2 separate regions of the Mus musculus genome follow, and region 1 is linked to region 2. Evidence: chromatin contacts called from public HiChIP or PLAC-seq data. All regions are on one chromosome and are shown on one strand. Each heading gives the region's core, a stretch centred on a gene start, on an enhancer-like site or on the middle of the called end of the contact. The rest is flanking DNA. Distances are from core to core; before and after follow the strand shown. Region 1 overlaps Rin3 (Ras and Rab interactor 3). Region 2 overlaps Slc24a4 (solute carrier family 24 (sodium/potassium/calcium exchanger), member 4).

Region 1 (6,422 bases), core at 3,877-6,376, 84 kb before region 2:
TGTGCCTGGACATGTGTGTGTGTGTTCTTTGGGTGTTGCTCCCCAGGAGCCATCCATCTTGTCTTTTGAGACTGGGCTATCCTGTCTGGTGACCGAGCCCCAGAGACAGACATGAACTCCACACAGTTTTATGTAATGCCTGAGGCCTGGGGGGATTGGACCCAAGGCTTTATGTATGTTAGGTAAACACTCAATCAATATAGCCACATTCCCACTCCTTAATTATTTTATTTGATTTCATGTGTGATGCTGGGATGCAGTCAAGGCCTCTTGTATGCTATACAAGTGATCTACCACTAAACTAAGTCTTTAGGTCCTTACTGAAGGGACACTCACCCACTAGAGCATGTGACTCTGGCAAGTCTGGCCCTTTCCCTCCATTCCCTCTGCCATGCTCAAAAACGAACAAAAACAAAAGAACAGCAAGAACAAACAGACACCCACCCCCACCCCCCCAAATTAGGTTACATTTCTAAAGCTAACCACCAAGGTCTATTTCCCTATTTCCTTCTTTGGCCACTACCAAGGTCCAGCCATCAAAGTATTAAAATTCAACAACCAAAAGCTCCTTTTGGCTCACTTAATTAACATGCCCAATAAAATTAAGCACCTCATCCTAATACAGGGTTTCCTTTTTTTACCTTTATAAACTGCCATTTGCCTATGGATCACAACTGTCTCCTCTCTATCCAGAGGCAGTCCTTTGTCATCTGGGACAAATACCCCTGCCCCCTCTCCCTTGTTCCCTTCCTCTTCTTCCTGTCTCCTGTCTTTGTCTCTTATTCCTTGCCCTTTGTCCTCTTAGGCAAATCAATCTCTTTTGTGTTGAGAACTTGGTCTTGGGGCATCCTGAGCTGACTCCAAGGTTCCCTACACTTACAAGGCTTCAGGAAGAGTTCAGCTCACTGGTCCTTCCACCTCTTTCCATGGAGAACACAGCTCTCTGCTCCTTCACACCCCCAAGATGGGACAGAGAGCAGGTCTCAGCAGACGATGTAACTTGCCTTAATATTGGCCTTCCTAGTTCCCCAAACTGTGAAATATGAATGTCTTTTTAGACTATGCCCAGTTTCAGTTAGTTGTTTTTTTGGCAGCACAGACAGACTGAGGCACATGCTGAACCAAGATCATCCATGCCTGTGACTGGAAGCCAAGAGACCCTTAGGGCTTGGCCCTAACATCCCCTACAGCTGTCTTCAAAAGAAGGGTTGGTAAGTAGAAGACTCTGATCCAGAAACAGCTGAGTCAAGTGCTATCCCTTTAGATGGCAGCACTCAGGCACATGAAGACCAGGAACATACATGCAGACTAGTACCACTCCCTACAAGTAGACCAAGAACACTCACATGCAGACTAGGAGCACTTCCCCAGGCAGACCAGGAGTACCCACATGCAGACTAGAAGCACTTTCCACATGCAGACCAGGAACACCCACATACAGATCAGGAGCACTACCCCCAGGCAGACCAGGAGCATCTACACACAGACCAGGACCACCCCTCCTAGGCAGACCAGGAGCACCCACACGTAGAGCAGGAGCACTCCCCACAGGCAGACCCACTGGGACACTAACCCATTTTCCCCATCATTTCCCTCTCAAGATGATGTTCTCTCCATCTTTCTATGTCTCTGTCAAGATCTCCCAAGTCCAGTTCTTTTGGAACCAGACAAACTCCCCCAGCTCCCATGTTTGTGTTCACTGGACAAACATTGCTGCCCCAGACATCTCATGAGGCACTTACTCCTCCTGAGTGCTCCTCTTCTCACCTGTTGGAGTCTGCCTTCTAGAGTGCTCCCGTGACAACTCAGAGTGCTCTCCTTCTCATGGCCGTCTTGTCTTCCAGCTCTCCAGTTTCAACTCCTAGGCAGTCATCAAGCTTTTGCTAAATTTGTTTTTGTTTGTTTGTTTTTACAATCCCTTTCTCTTCTCCTCTTGTGGCTGGTCACTGTCCCTGCTGGCTGCCACACAGTTCAGGGGTCCTGAAGCACCCATCTCATCGGGCTACTTCATGCTCGAAACCTTTCCATGACGCTACAAACCAAACCTTTACCAGTGTAGTGTGATTGTCACAGCTACTGGTGACCCAGTCAAATTCTCCCCTGGAAGCCTTGATTTTGCTGCCTCAGTTACCACCTGAGCATGGTTTAGCCTTGGCCCCATTTGCTTCCTTGTTTCTGAGCTTTGACATAGAAGACTGTGGCTTCAGCTTCTCCAGCCTGTTCCCCTAATGTTCTTCCTCATAACTGTTTCTCAACTTCCCAGGCTTAGATTATAGGGCTTAGGACAGTGGCCTTGTTTCCCTTGCTCAGTACTGGGGTTCTGTCTTAGCCCCCTTACATTTCCCCTCAGAACCCACTTAGCAGATACTTAGTTGGGGATACATTTTGTCACATGCTTAGCAGAACAGAGCTGAGAAAGCTCATATAAAATAAGATGGTGAAAAGGAAGGGTAGGTAGTGGCATGCATGACTGTGACTTAAGATCGAGAGAGAGCAAGTAATCATGGCACCCAGGAGACGGAAGATCAAGGGGTTGAGGTTAGCCTTGGCTTCGAAAATGCAAAGGAAAGACAGGAATATGAAAGGGTGGAAAGATGAGGGAGTGATGGGGATGTAACTCATGTCTATAATTCAAACACTTGGGAGGCTGGTGTGAGATATCAAAAGGAGGAGGAGGAGGAAGAGGAAGAGGAAGAGGAGAAAGAGAAAGATGAAGAGGGAAAAGAGGAGAAGAAAGAAGAGAAAGAGGAGGAGGAAGAAGAGGAAGAGGAGGAGGTTAAGTTAGTTTCCCAAGGTTCTTAGAGCTAAGTTGACCTCCCTGCCTCATCTTGACCCAACCCCAGGTCTGGAAACTCAAAGCTGGAATGATGAAGGCAGAAAGAAGTGAATGGTGGCTAGTTTAGCCCAATATCCTGTGGCCCCTAAGCAGCAATGTTTTTAGAGCAGTCCTCAGGACAGAGAGTACAGGAAATGAGGGGTTGTGAGGTGTGAGCTACTTGCTGCTAATTATAACTGCCACTGTGCATTGAGTACTTGCTACAAGTAGGGCTGTGACTTCTTCCCAGAAGAAGATGCTGAGCGCTTCCCTGCTGATACCTTCTTTCAAGGATCTGCCCTCAGCTGTGCTGGGGAGACACCCTTAATTCACAGATGAGGAAACCATAGTGCAAGGACATCTGACATCTTACCTGATCTCACAAGAATAAAAACCTAGAACCAACAGTCATTCTTTCCAAAAGTCATGTTCTAGAAGAAAAATGAAAACGAAGGGGTTTGCATGGACAAGCCTGCAGGGCCTCCCACAAAGCAATCAACCCTGCCTCACTTCCAGCTAAAATATGGAGTCTCTATGTCAACTCTTCCTTTATGGATAACACCTGTTCATTGACTTGAGCTGTCTCCATTCAAAAACAGGTCAGACTGCATTCTAGGGTTTTGGGCGGTACCAAGAGTATGGAGAGAAGTCATATTCAAGAGTAAGAGAAGTAAGTCAAAGGCATTCTGGCCACGTGGCCATGCCTATCACGTGGTCATGCCCACATGGATCTCTACTGCCCAGGAGGACGCATCCAAGATCCCTCCCCTTTGCATCTAGAGGTGATGATCCCCCATACCAATCAGCATGAGAATTTGCCATAGTTGCTCAGGAGATGGACTGTTCTCAGATGCTGATGTGTTCAAGTTGATGTAAACCCACCCACACCCCCGAGAGTGAAGATTTACTCAGAATTGGTGCACAGACCCTTCTAAAGCCAGGGTCAGTGGGCCAGAGGCACTGGGTAGGAGTGGTCAGACTGCGGCTTAGGCCTTGAGCACTGCGTAGCCCACTTCCTGCATGGGCCTGGTCATGCCACTGCCTCAGGCCTGCTCTGCTAGACACAATCCCAAATAGTTTTTCTTCTTCTTCTTCTTCCTTTATTCAGCAACCACTAGGAAACTGCCACCCCATGGATATGTCTATCACCACTTCTGTGCATATTAGTAAAACCAGGTTCAGCTGAACGGTCTTTATCTGGAAATTTGAAATCTGAAATGTTCCAAATTCCAAGACATTTTTTTGGCCCACCAACATTATGCCATGAATGAAAAGTACATCTGATGTCAACTGACAAGTTAAAAGGCAGATGCCTTGATATATATATATGAAATATCTTCCAGGATATGTGCATACTGTATGCATACAACATAACCAAGTTTCCTTGTTAGGCTTAAGCCTCATCCCCAAGACCATGTTACACATGTGCAAACTATTTCAAAATCCAGGGAGAGTCTGCAACACTTTTGGTCTCAAGCATTTAGGATAAGGGATGCTTTTGTTGTAGTGTCCTCTAGGGTAGGATGTTCATACCAGCCATCAAGGGGCAGCATTGCCTCCCAGAAATTGGCATAGCTTCACTCATCCTTCATTTGGCTCCTTCAACAGGCTCCTTCCCTGCTATAAATCCCCCTGTAATCTCTGGGCCACTTTCCCTTCCTGCTGCCACTGTATGAGGAGAGATGATTCTTCCTGTCCTACTGGGCTCCAGTCTGGCCATGTGGCCTGTTTTGGTCAATGAGTTGTAGGGGAAGTGGTGGCTGCATTTCTGAGTGGAACCTTCTAGAGTCATTATGGAACTCTACTTTCTCATGTTTCAGATGGGTAGAGCTCTGCAGCAACAGTGGAAAGATCCAGTGAAAACATACTCATGTTACTATGTCTTTGAGTGTTTTAATCAGATGTATTCTATAGTACATCCATGCTACTTTGTGTGTAAGCAACTAAAGGTGTAGGGCAGCCTGTTACCACTACAAGCATGGCTTAGCTGACAGAATCAGGATTTTTCAAAGAAGAATCTTTGTAAGGAATCGGGGAAAGAAGCTGGGCAGTGGTGGTGCACACCTTTAATACCAGCATTCAGGAAGCAGAGGCAGGCAGATGTCCGGGTTCAAGGACAGCCTGGTCTACAATGTGAGTTCCAGGATGGCCAGGGGAACACAGAGAAATGCTGTCTGGAAAAAACATAAAAGAAAAAAAAAAAAAGAAACTAGGGAGGGGATTTAAAGTGCCTCAGAGCACAGCTGTGGTCAAAGCAAGACTCACTTTTGGGACACCCCCTGGTTTCCTCCCTCGACTTTGCATGGGGAAACCCAGAAAGCTCCAGTTCTAGGCCTGGGCCCTTCCATTGCCCACTTCCCCTTGAGGGCACCCCACTGAAGTTAGCTTGGCCACAGAGCCTCACGATCACCCTACATGATCTGGATAACTAAGTCCTTCCAGGACTCTCTGAGGAAAGGCACCATCACTATCCCTACCTCACAGGCAGGGAGGCCGGGGGGCCGGAGACATGAAGCGTTTTTGCCCAGTCACACAAGTGGCAAGAGACAGAGGTGAGAGAAACCAAGCTATGACATCAAAGGCACAGAATTCAAAAAGAGGGAGGAGCATGGAACTTAGAGACAGTTGAGGCAGAGAAACAGCCCAGCCAATGCCCTTGCTCTGGCAGCAGACCTCAAAAGAAAGAGGTTTAGGAGCAGCAGAGTAATATAAAGAGAGAACAAAATGAAATACCCAAGCGGTGGGCACCTCTGTGTTTGTGGCCAACGTGTTGGAATAAGGATTGAAGAACCAGCTTACACAAATGGCTTCGGTTTGCATTTTGACTATCTTCAAGGCAAGGCTGAATGCTGAATGCTGAACTTGAAGCCTGAAAATGCATGGAATTCTACCATGTGGCCTGGGAGAAAACCAAGAACCTGGGATGTTAGTGCTCCCATTTCTGAGTAGTCTGGTTTGACCATCTCGGCAGAAATGAAGATTTTTTTTTTTTCCCCTCAGGAGACACTCATGTCCCTTCTCTGGGCTATCACACAATTGAAGTAGTGAATTCTCAGCTAGGACGAGGAGAAGCCTGGGGCCCTGCAGCCAGCTAGAGGAGGATTTATTTCCTGGAAAGAGAGTTCACAGATTTCTGATAACTTGTCAGACAACCTTGCAGGACACACTGGGGTCCAGACAGTGACATGTTGGGCAGAGGGCCATGCCTCCGTCAAGATGGCTTAGTTACGCATGCCTCGTACCCTCCACTTAACCTAAACCCCATCTCAGCATCCCGAAGATGGACTTGTGGAGGATGGTCGCTGGATCTCTCAAGTTGTTCGTCTTCCCACAGCGAGGAGCTCTCCTTTCTCATCCTTACATCATTACGCATCTGCTTCATTTGCCTATTGAGGACAGGTGGCCAAGCCCAGCTCACAGTTCTGGTAATACACATCCATCCATCTTGACAAAACTTCACTCAGCTAAACTTTCACAGCTCCTGGACCTTCTCAGACACCCTTCATATACTGCCTGTTCTAGCAACGACCCCTCTAAGTGTGACAGGAACCTCCACCCTACCTGTCCGACCGTCATTTAGACCCAATCAGGCTTTTCTTGTTTCCCA
Region 2 (6,338 bases), core at 899-3,398:
GAGAGGGTGTGCTGGTCTTTCAGAGGACCCATATTCGGTTCCTAGCACACACATCAGGTGGCTCACACTGGGGGTCTGTACTCATACATGTACACGCATATATAATTAAAAGCAACAGGCAATCTTTTAAAAGTTTTCCGTTCCCTTAGTCCTAGGGTTAGACTTTACAATCAATAAATGTTGTTATCTTTATGACATTTTATGACATGGATGAATTTAGATTTCTCAATAAATTGTCTGTTTTCTGACAGCATTAAAGTTTGTAATCAACTGTAGTATGAGGTGTGAATCGCAGCTCTGATTTGTGCATAGCTATGCGACCTTGGAAGCATAACCACCCTCTCTTCATCTTGGTTTTTTTCTCTCTCTCTCTCTTTTTTTAGCTAAAAATTGGGAGAGTAAGAAGATTTTCCCATGATGCATATGGGTGCACTGAACAGTGCAGGCACAGAGCAAGCACTGGTTTGAGCTGTCATTCAACCCATTATCTTCCACCTACAGGGTACCTCCTTTTCAAGCACTGCTTGGGCTTGTAAACTGATGGGGTTTGATCCAGAGGGCTCTAGAGGGTCAAAGAGGAGTCCGGTAGATAGAGATCTGTGGCTGAGGTTTACAGGCGTAGGGGAGGATGGAAGAAATGGTGTGTGGGGAAACATTAAGCGTCGGTAAGGGCAGGGGTAGGCCCTACTCAGTGTCAACACAAAGGTAGATTGGCGGGGTGGTGAACAGGGACACCAAAGGCCCAGGAAGAGTGGTTCTGTGGCAGCAGACCCTGAGGCCTTTCCTGGGGGCCCTGATGTTTCTCTTATGCTGATGAGCAAGGATTATGCTTCTGGAGAGCCTAGCTGTGCTGCCTCTTGGACATCAGTGTCCTCACATGGAAGGACAGCCCTGACCTGCACCTCTGCCAATGAAGAGGCCAGGGTCCCCTTATTTGGGGCTGGTCTTAGAGACCCCTGGGCTAGACTCTCTGAGTGAAGCAAGCCTTATCCTCATCTGTGGGACAGTCCTGCCCATACTCTACCCACCTCCTCAAAGATTCCCCAGGCTGACGAAGGAAAGCTGGGCATTCAAATGCAGGCCCTGCCCCTGAGGACCCAGGATGGGTAAGGTGGTGGATGTCCTTCCAGCAGAGAGCCTGGAGCTGACCAGCCACAGATCTATCTAGCAACAGGTCTCCTTTTCCATTGCCGTTACCGTTTTCACTGCAGTCAACAGAGGAGCGCAGCCAGAAGCAATCGCTTACAGGCAGGCAGGCAGACCTGGGTGCCAGTCCCAACTGTGGCTCCTCTCCACCTATGTGGGGCTTTGCCAACCCCAGAGTCCTCATTGGGAAACGAATCCACCAGCCCTTCCAGCAGGGCCTCTACAGAGTCAAACTTGAGATGCTTAGTGGATACTAGAGACCACTGTGGCTGAAGAAAGCCCCTGCTGTACAGCTAGAGCCCCCCTCCCCTGCCTCACTAGGCTCTGTGGGCTCCCCAGGCTCCTCCTGCTTCAGGTCTAAGTTAAGAGTGAAGGTGTTTCATTGCTTTTCCAACTTCACTGTGACAGAACCCTCAGACACTGGAATACTGAAGCAGTTCTTAGCATCTCCCATGTCAATCTCCCCCATCCCCCATCCCATGTCTGCAGAGGCTGTAAAGAAAGCAAAAGACATCATCATCATCATCACCACCACCACCATCATCATCATCATCCTTGGTCTGGCTTCCCAGCAGGTTCCTCAATCTGAAAAGCAGAATCGAGAAGAGGTGGGCCCTCTCCCTTTCTGTGGCTTTGGGTTTGTGAGAGAGGGGTAGGCCGCAGGGTGGTTGAATTTGCCATAGCCCTGAACACAGCCTGGCAAGCTTATTGCTGTTTTTAACAATGTGAATTGGGCAAAGGGAGTTGTGTGGCTTCTGTCGCCGGGCCCAGGCATCATGGAAAAGGTCAGAGCTCTGGGACACGTTGTCCTGGGTCAGAGTCCTGAGCATCCCAGACAGTGCAACTCTGATTTGGCAGTTGGGATGGATCTTGGGATTTCCTGGAAATCCAACATGATGCCTGGGTGGGCCTGGTGGAGATTTCCCCTTGAGTAAGCTTCAGTTTCCCATTTTGAATATAAGGGAACTAGTCTAGAACTTCCCAGTAATACCATTCAGAGGCTATTTGTGGCTCATTACATAGAACCAGAGAGCGACTGCTTTCAATGAGGGAAATCTACTGAGCCTCCTCTAAGAGAGCGTGAGACTCTACTAGTTCTTTGAACATCCGCTTACAGGACTGGGGATATGGCTCAGTGGTAGAGCACTTGCCTAGCTAGCATGCACCTCCAGCACCACAAACGAATAATAATAAATAGCTGATAAATTAATTGTATTTATAACTACTTATAGCCAAGAACTAGCAACATCCCAAATATTGATACAAGCGTGGTATGTCCACTAAAGGAAAAAGTACACTACCTGTTACAGTGAAGATAAACCTTGAAAACTTTATGCTAAGTAGAAGAAGCTTGGAACAAGAGACGGCACATCACATGATTTTATACGTATAAAACATGCAGGTTAGCTCTCTCCAAAGGGACAGGAGGCAGGCTAGTTGCTGCCAGTAGCTTGGGAAGGGATGGGGAGAAGAGGCTACTGATACAGTTTCGTTGGGGGGATGCTAATAATGACTGTGGGGCTAGTTGTACCATGTGGCGAGAGAGCCCATGAAGAGGTGTGAATTGTATCCCAATAAAGCCCCTGTATTCAAGAATAAAAGCGCTCAGCCAGGGTCTGTTCTTGTTGGCCTGTGAGCTGAGCCTCAGGAGTGACTGACAAGGGAGTGGACAGAATGATTGACAGGAGAGTAGCAGTCAGGGATGACCGCTGCACTAACCCTGACCTCAGGCTGCACACTGAGTGTGCGATGTCTCTAGAGGCTCCTGCCATCAGGGCAAGAGCAAGGTCCTTTGTAACAGAAAGTTCTGTGAGTCTCTGGGGTCTGGGCAGAACGGGCAAGTGGGTGGAGCTGTGAGCAGCACCCCAGGAACTGCAGGTAAGTTATCCCACCCAAGAGGAGGCAATCCCAGGAGATCTGCAGAGGTGATTTCATCAGTACCAGATCAGCACACAATCCGACTCCTCACTGAACAGAAGATGAGGGGTGAGGGTACAAGTCTTGAGAGAGCCCATCATGGACAGAACTGCATCCTTTGCTTCTTCAATTGAGAGCTGAAGCCCTAACCCCCAAAGTGACTGCATTTGGAGGCAGCATTTAGGATGTCATTCAGGTTCAATGAGCTCATGAGAGTGCAGGGCCGGGCACCTGATTTAGTTGGTAAAGTACTTGCCTTGGAAGTATGAAGGCTTGAGTTCAACCCCCCAGATTCCACATTAAAATGAATGAATAAATGAATGAGTGAATGAATAAATAACCAGGTGTGGTGTTGTTTTTAATTGTCGTATTAAAGACATATAATCCTGGGGCTCACTGGCAAAGCCAGCCCCGCTGACAAGCCTCAGATTGGTGACACCAACACATGCACGCGTGCACACTCACACACACACACAGACACACACAGAGACAGACACACACATGCACACACATACTCACACACACACAGACACACACACACTCACACACAGACACACACACACACACTCACACACACAGACACACACACAGACACACATACTCATACACACAGACACACAGATACACACAGACACACACACACAGACACACACGCGAGCACGTGTGCACACACACAGACACACACACACAGACACACACAAACACTCACACACAGACACACACACAGACACACACACACACTCTCACACACACACACATACACACACACTCACACACACACACAGACACACACAGACACACACAGACACACACACACACATACACACACACTCACACACACACACACACACACACACACACACAGTGCTGGAAGAGAGATTCTGAATGCTTTCTCTTTCCAGGTGCACACACTGAGTAGAGGTAGCTGAGTTTGCCATGAGTAGCCAGGAGGACATCCCTCAGCAGAGCCCAGCTGGGATTCCATTCTGATGGCAGACTCTAGGCCTCCAGAACTGTGGGAGGAGAGATTCCTGTTGCTTACAGGGCCCAGTCTTAGGATATCTGGTTACAGCATTCCAATTCAGAGAGCCAGAGGAGCTCTGTTTCATGTGGCACCTGGTGTGTGTCCCAGCAGGTGTTGGCTGACTTGATGGTAGGACAGGAAGATCTTATCCCGATAGGTACAATATAGAGTGTGAGAGAGAAAGATTTTATCTGCAGGGTCAGGAGGGCTCCCGTGGACAAGCAGGGCATCCCAGAGCATAGGTACAACAAACAACTCCTATCTGGGGTCTTCCCCTGGCTAGGGCTCACGGTCACTGGCCCACTGTTTAGTGTAGAGCCAGACTATAAACTGGTTTCCAGGAGACAATGATTCTCCTCCTCCTTCCCTAGCCTCTGGGCGTCAGGGTGGGAAGAGAAAACCAGCATCAGGCAAGGCAGGCCAAGCTATGAGGAAGCTTGGGCATTACTGTCTTAGTTTCTGGATGGTCAAGACAGGGCCTCTGCCCACTGTTCTGGGCAGATATAGTGAGGGATGGAGGGCATTTATAACAGGGGTGGCCAGCCCTTTGGCTCCCTTAAGCCATAGTGAACAAAGTAGAGTTCTATTAGGCTATACATTAAATTTCAGGTCTGTCTAACCTAGAGCCCATTGGTTATAAGAACACACACATACAGACACATGCGCATGCGCACACACACTTCATTTCAATTTGTCTTATGGTTATTCTGCAACACAATGCTATTATCTATAAAATCCATGACTGAGAACTGCCCCCCCCTTTTAAAATAGCTTCAATGTTTTAGGTAGGTAGATTTTGTGATGGCTGCATTCACAGCTAGCCGGGGCTACACACAGATTGGACATGCATAATAGAAAACACACCATGTGGTCATTGACCCATATTTGCCTTTTAAGCCTGGAATCTCCCAGGGAACAGTGATCATTGCTTGCCCTGTCCCTCCTGCAGCCCTAAGGCCAGAATAGAGCCCGGTGCCCAGATGTTGCGTGACCAGGACAAGTGTCTGTGACTGCCTGTAGCCCAGTACCTGGCATGTAACAAGTACTCAGGCTCTTTCCTTCCTTTGACTTTCAAAACGGCAGCAGAACCAGGCCCACGGGAATTCTGGGGCCTGTGACTTTTCTAGAACACTGCATGTGGTCGAATCAGGGTGGATGGGTACAGCACACACTATGTGGATAAAACACACTACAGGATACAGTTCTTCTGAGTGCCTACTGTGCATTAGATGGTACAAGGCCTGATGGTATTACCGCAGCACCATAAGTAAGTGCCAGCACCGTGCATTGTGGATGCTGATTCAGTAGGAAAGCAGATCAGAAAAGTGAGGCACGATGGCGGCTCAACGGTGCTGGCGTGAGGCAGGGCTGAATTTCAAATCTAGGACTGAGGACTCCAGAATTCACCCCAGCCTTCCCGAAACAACACAGAAGCATGGGTATGGCTGATTGAGTCCTTGATATGCCACATTGCTTGCCAGCTAACCCCAGGGACAGCATTTTCCCCTTCCAAAGGTGCCCATCCCTGGAATTACTAAGGGGCACCCGTGGGGAAAGCACTAGCCTCAGGCACCTCTAAGGGCAGCTCAGAGCTACCACAGGCCCTAAGCTGAAAGGAGACCAAGACAACCCTGAACTGAGGTCATGGGTGTGGGATTTACTGGCTTCCTCTAACTGCCTGTGAACCTCCACCTCCACCTCCCTTGGCCCAGGTCACTGTCCACACCTAGCCGGACAGCCACCACCCGGTACTGTTTCCATGGCTACTCTGCTCCCAGAGAGGAGGAAGAGACACTGTGGTTTCCACGGGCAACCCTGTAAACACCTCTGAACACAAAGGAAGCTCTCCCTGGATGTGGGAAGCAGGCTGGTTCCTGAGCATGGAACTGAGGGGAACCTGAGGAAGCTGTTGTTCTTGGCTAGGTCAAGGCCACAGACCCAAGGACATCCTGGAGCCAAGAGAGAAAGGGGGCCAACTACAGAGGAAGCTCACCGGCTCCCCAAAGGGCTCATAGAGAGTTCACAAAGCAGCCACCCAGCAGGCAGCTGGAGCCCCCTTGAACTAGCTCCATCTTATGAAGTGGCCCCACCCAGAGACCCCACAGCTACATTGTTGGATGTAGGGAAGAGGGGCAGGTCCTAGGGGCTGTTCTACTTCTGCCACATTCGAGGCTTGGAGGGAATGGAAACAAGTCATCCTTTCACTGGGCTGCCCCGTTTTACAGAGCAAGAACTGACTTTTATGTGTCTC

What was found. HiChIP or PLAC-seq counts read pairs in DNA pulled down with a chosen protein or histone mark.
Region 1: an H3K27ac HiChIP or PLAC-seq map of bone marrow-derived dendritic cells shows a contact between it and region 2, with 2.4 times the contacts expected there. The contact joins two enhancer-like sites. A contact is called at or near these places in 1 of 15 datasets of contacts at CTCF or cohesin (CD8 T cells), 37 of 484 Hi-C or Micro-C datasets (the AML12 cell line, the C2C12 cell line, the C3H10T1/2 cell line and 24 more), 15 of 115 datasets of contacts at active chromatin or transcription factors (CD8 T cells, the HPC-7 cell line, bone marrow-derived dendritic cells and 11 more) and 1 of 9 other capture datasets (embryonic stem cells).

What each region holds. Positions count from the first base shown.
Region 1 is chr12:102,329,090-102,335,511 of GRCm38.p6, reverse strand. All of the region lies in intron 3 of Rin3 (Ras and Rab interactor 3), which reads right to left. Among named protein-coding and RNA genes, the nearest start is that of Rin3, 49 kb to the right of the region's middle. Within about 2 kb of position 5,126, at least 21 of the 459 cell types and tissues checked have an H3K27ac peak or open chromatin away from gene starts, as enhancers often do. A contact at or near this core is called in bone marrow-derived dendritic cells, where this site is marked.
Region 2 is chr12:102,241,856-102,248,193 of GRCm38.p6, reverse strand. All of the region lies in intron 12 of Slc24a4 (solute carrier family 24 (sodium/potassium/calcium exchanger), member 4), which reads right to left. Among named protein-coding and RNA genes, the nearest start is that of Gm25203, 8.7 kb to the left of the region's middle. Within about 2 kb of position 2,148, at least 15 of the 459 cell types and tissues checked have an H3K27ac peak or open chromatin away from gene starts, as enhancers often do. A contact at or near this core is called in bone marrow-derived dendritic cells, where this site is marked.